Linked DNA regions of Triticum aestivum: region 1 is linked to region 2. The links are chromatin contacts, called in public Hi-C maps. All regions are on one chromosome and are shown on one strand. Each heading gives the region's core, a stretch centred on a gene start, on an enhancer-like site or on the middle of the called end of the contact. The rest is flanking DNA. Distances are from core to core; before and after follow the strand shown.

The links. A called contact is a pair of places that touch in the nucleus more often than the background predicts.
Region 1: a Hi-C map of leaf shows a contact between it and region 2, with 3 times the contacts expected there. The contact joins two enhancer-like sites. A contact is called at or near these places in 3 of 5 Hi-C or Micro-C datasets (all in leaf).

What each region holds. Positions count from the first base shown.
Region 1 is chr4D:19,455,156-19,457,855 of IWGSC CS RefSeq v2.1, reverse strand. No RefSeq gene overlaps it. Among protein-coding and RNA genes, the nearest start is that of LOC123095834, 140 kb to the left of the region's middle. Within about 2 kb of position 1,440, at least 5 of the 8 cell types and tissues checked have an H3K27ac peak or open chromatin away from gene starts, as enhancers often do. A contact at or near this core is called in leaf, where this site is marked.
Region 2 is chr4D:19,192,029-19,194,728 of IWGSC CS RefSeq v2.1, reverse strand. No RefSeq gene overlaps it. Among protein-coding and RNA genes, the nearest start is that of LOC123095833, 3.9 kb to the right of the region's middle. Within about 2 kb of position 1,413, at least 8 of the 8 cell types and tissues checked have an H3K27ac peak or open chromatin away from gene starts, as enhancers often do. A contact at or near this core is called in leaf, where this site is marked.

The DNA of each region.
Region 1 (2,700 bases), core at 191-2,690, 260 kb before region 2:
TTACGGCGCCCGCCCGCGAATCGACGGGCGAAAGAGGATCAGATCGCGGCAAAACAATCCTGCTGCAGTGTTACCAGAAACAGATGCAGGAAAAGTGCTTCGACCAAAGACATCCGCGAGTGTGACCACTGACCACCGCCGCTGGGCACATTAAGTAGTCCCCAGCGGAGCGGAGCAGAGCGCCGAGACCCCATGCAACGCAATGCAGTGCAGCACGGCCGCGGCGGACAAGCGATCCGCTTTCCAAAGGGTTGGCTCGCTTAAACAAGTTTTGTTCCCAAGCACCAGCTAGCTAATCGCCCTTGCTTAGTTTAAGCATCCCGAGAGATAGATAGGTGGCCAGGCCGACCGATCGATCAGGGAATCTCAATCCCTTTGAATAGGTACTGTGCCGGGCTGGGCTCGGATTGCTGCAGAGCGAGCAGTGGTGGCAACTATAGTAAGCAGTGTGCAATGGATTCCTTGGGTTCTCTGTCAAACTACTACGTAGAGTACTCTGTTTGCACACCTGCCTGCGGTGAACCGGACGGACCACATGCGATGCAAGTGGCGGGTGTTTTGCAGCTAGGATCTCCAGACGTGGCCCTCGATCGGGCGCTGCATTACAGGTGGGGTCAAGTCGACGATCTACTGACAGCAGTAAAAGAGACGAGTTCTTGGTTGCATGTTTCGTGATGAAAATTCAGCATCTGAGTGAAACGGCAGATCGAATTGCCGAACAAACCGGTGACCACTGACCTGAAGACTGCTCGCCGGCAGCAGCTGGCTCGACTCGCCCACGCTCCCGTGTCCAAATTCAACACCTTCCGTCGTCAACGTTGAAACTTGGTCGCCGCCTCGATAACGCCATTAATTCCTCATGACATCCGTTTGTTCGTTAGTTAGTTACGCCTGAAAAGATCATGAATCAAGCCGTGGAGCTTGAATCAAGTGCACCTTCCAGGCCTCGTCATGGACCGCGATACGGTGCCTCCGGCGATGAGGTCGCTCGCTCCTGCCCGCGCTGGGCTGAGCTGTTAGGCAGGCAGGCAGGTACGTGCTGACGCAGAATCGGCCCGGCCGCACTCACCTGCTTTGGGCTGTTCACGTGTTCCCGTCACTGATTTTTTGTTGCACCACACTACTAGGCCGAGGCTTTGGGATAAAAAACGTACGGGAGCACTAGTTGCATGCCCTTTGGTAGAGGCAAGTGTGCGACAATATTCACGTCGGTAACAATAAAGAAATGGCGCACAGAGAGCAGCTGGCCGGGGGTCCTGGACCGGCCGCAACGCCGCCGGCGCCCAGCTCGTGCGACGGCGACGTTGCACGCGTGCACCGGCCGGCCGTGCGCCGAGTGCGTCTCCTCATCATTTTTCAGAAGCGGAAAAGGAGCATCTTGGGCTGGCCTTTGACTTGTCCTCCACTAACGGTTGCCGCCCAACGGGCGCTGCAGCAGAGCATGTGTAGGCTGATGAGTCGAACGGGACCACGTCATCCCCACTTGCACGAGCGGAGCGGGTCAGACTAGCTACTAACTTTTCGGTAGTAACATCGAGTCCAACTCAGCAATTTTACTTATGTGGCTATGAGTTAATGAGGAGAGATGTAGTATTAGTAACTTAGCTAGTTACTGTAACATCACATGTCTCAATGCAATATGAGTCTATAACGTAATAAATGAAGCTTTGCATGTTACCACACTTATGTTACTACCCACTATTAAGGTAGTAACATAGTCTAAGGAAATGTGTATGTTACTATTTTATATTAAAACCCATTGTGACTAGTCTCAGGGATAAGAGCTGCCGCTGGCCGAACAAGTGCGGCGTTGGCGGCGCCGCACACGCATCCCGACCGGCTGAGATTAGGCCTGAACAACCACCGGTCAAGATGCACCGGCGCCTCACTCGCTCACGGTGGGCGCCCATGCTGGGACCGCAACGGAACCGCGTCGTGACCACAGTTGAGATGAATAGAGAGCGTGACCACCGAACTGCGACCACGGCCGTTACTAACTTACGCCGGCCGGACGGAACGAACGAGCTGCTCATCTTTCTCTTCATTGATGGATTCGTCTCAGGCCTAGCCCCCGGCGGTTTCCAGTGAACGGGGGAGTAAATCACACACGGTACGAGCGTGCCATGCAAACCCGGACTGGCCGTGCGGTCCAAGGTGAAGTGAATGTGTACGATGAGGGCGCCCAGGGCACGTAATGGGCCGTGGTGTATGTGTACCATGTTATTTGACTTACGAGCAACGGTTTTTGTGGCATTAGTTTTGCGAACCAACGCATGGTTGGATGATTAGGAGTACAGTGTTATTCTAAGCCCAGTAGAGTTTAAGTCCTAAACTTGACAATGGTGCTCATATTTTTCTGGATTTATTTCAGGCTTTTCGATCATGTTCGTTCGGCAGGGGACGGACGACCCCGTCGACTACGAGGCGCATGTGGTGACTTCATCAATCTCAAGATGCTATGTCGACCCAGTCAAACGAATGTGCTCACAGGGTGTGCATGTGTGCTTTCATAGGAGTGAGTGTATACTCGTGTATGTAAGCGACTTCGATTGTACTGTGTTCTAAAAAAATGCTTTGATCTTGTATGACTTTGTTAGTTGTTGGTGTGTGTTTTAATGTGTGCGTTATTGTTGGTTCTGGGCATTCTTTTTTTTAGCTTAGACCGTAGAACAATAGTTCTACGGTATTTCATTAATAACA
Region 2 (2,700 bases), core at 164-2,663:
TACGAGCAGCTTTACGGCAATTTTTTCCATTAAGCACGCATACAGTATACCCTACTCACAAAGTATTTATTCTCTGACTGAAAACTCTCCCATATACTATCACCGTCCTGGTTTATTGGTCTTTCTTATTTTGTGACAAATTTTTGACCATTGATTTTACTAACAAAAGGTTGTTCTGTGTTTGCAAAAATCATGTTGTTGAATTCATATATGAAAATAGTTTCCGATAATATTTTTTCTCCTGTGTTTAGCTTTTACTTTATTAGTTGAAACTATGTTCAAACTATGACCTTAATTTTTTCCTTTTTTTAAAGGGGGGCTAATAAATTAAAATGGAGGTTGTTAGCAGCATTAATCGCACTTGGTAAGAATGTCCAGCTCCAATAAATAAGTTAATCAGTATTCCTGTTCCAATAAATGGGTCAATCCATATTTATGTGCCTTCAAATCAAAGAGAAGATATCTACTGTATACTAGCCCACATTTTCCGAATGTAAAAAAAAAATCTTTTTTTTTAGGTATGTAAAAAAAAATCTTCTTTATATAGACCTGACGCCACTGCGTCCAATCGCTTTAACGCCGCCCTTTCTTTATCGAACAAGAAAAAACATCTCGTCCGTCCGTCAACCTTATCCTGTGATCGGTGTGACGGCCGAGTTGACGCGGGCTCCGGCGCATTTCCCCTGCAGTGGTTCGAGCACAAGCCAGCCAGGCCCCTGACCCGCACCACCCCGTCGCATGTGCGCGCACCACCACACCGGGTCACATCCACCGAATCGATCCTCCCACCCAACCAACCGCCATCTCACCCTCGCAGCAGCGTGGCCCATCGCCAGCGGAACCTCACGGAATCCCACGCGCACCCATGCACGGACACGCTCACACGTCCCCCCGCCGCGCCCAGCGCAACAAATTCCATGCGCCGGTGCGCCCCCGTCCCCCCGCCGCGCCCAGCGCCGGCCGGCGGATAGGACCGACCTCGTGGCGCGCCGCGGGATAAGAAAACCACCCATCCCTCGGCATGGCCGCGACGGGCGGATAGCAACGAATTTGTTGGATGGGTCAGGTCACCGGCGTGGTCCGTGGGCATGTGGGGCGAGCAGGGCGCCGCCGCCGAGTGCGGGGCGGGCTACACGTCGCCGCCGCGGCGCGCGACGGAGCTGACCCAGCGACCGGGAACGGCGAGGCGTGCGCGGGCACGGCACGGGGGCGCCATCACCGCGTCCGTCGGGGTCACACTCACGCCCCACGGCGCCGGATCGGCAGCGCGGGCCGGGCCCCCACCCACGCTAGAACTATTTCCCCTCTCCTTTTCCGTTTTCTTTATCCGCGGTGGGACCGGGCTGTCCCCGGGCCGAGCAGGAGAGGAGTCAGAGGCCCAGAGCTGCTAGTAGCCAGCCAGCCATGGCTAGCTAGCTGTGTGTGTGACTGGGATCGACAGGGAGGGGCAGAGGCCGACGTCCGGGGCCCGCCGCCACCATCTCCCTGACACGCCCACCTGATCCCGATTGGACAGCTGTTGCTGCCGCCCACCTCCTTTCCTTTCCCCCGCCCAAACTTCTACCGCGGCCTCCCATTGGCCGCCGGGCCTCGCCTCGGGCCCGGTTAAATAAAAAGCTCGCAGGCCCGACGTCACCGGTGGGGATTTGCGGCCACGCACGGCAGATCTCCACGGCCCATACATACACCGCCTTTTTTTTTTACTGCTGTCAGAGGACGTGGGTACACAAGGGACGACGGGGGCCGGCTGGCTGGCTGGTGATGCACGCGGGTTAAATGTTCTCTGTGCTGGAGCTCAGCCCCACACCCACCCAACGGACGAACATTTTACCGCGCGGCGCGGTGAGTTTCGATAGGCCACGCTGGTCACTGTGCAGAGAGAGAAATCATCAACAGAAGTGGCAATGCGCCCCACTGTGCTGCGCCACTCCAGCCAGCAGTGGCCTATCAGGTTTCCACTGCTCCTCCCGCCTCTGCGCCAATCCCATCCAGTAAAAGTTACTGTTCCCCGACCCTCGACGCCCCAGATTACGATTACACGGTGCTGCTAAATACCCCAAATTAACAAGCCGATTCTTCTCCAGATTAATTACTTCTAATAGTAGTACTATTACTTCCAAGGTCGAGGTGCACTGACTGACAGTGGCATACACAGTAGTGTTGCACTCCAGCCCACCAGGCAGTGTCCAGTTTACTCTTTCCGTTACGGCTTCGGAGCACCGATCAGCAGTGGTTGGTGCGGCAAAAGCTTTGGCTTTGATCATCCAACTGATTGCTATGGCTGTGCGGCATTCAGACGGCCGGCCGTTGTGCAGAAACAGTATTCGGTTTGATCAACTGATTGCTACGGCAGCAGGGCCGAACCCTTGACCGATTGGTGGGTGGTGATGCGCCCCTCTCTCCAACTAACGTGCAGGTTCATTTTTAGATCGGAAACAGCCAGCGGCGGGGTGACCACACACCCAGCCGGGCACCCCAGGGGAAACTACACGAGATCTTTCCAACAAGCCGCATCATTTGCAGCAACTCCTAGATCGGGAAACTTCGTTCGGCAAGCTCTCAAAGACGGCAACGGATGGCTAATCTAATCCGTGATGTGAATCTCATCCCATGCACCACCACCAAGTCCCCAAGCCAAACGTTCAACAATTGCAAAGCCACCATTGGAGGCACCATCATGTTCATCAGAGCAGTGAGCAC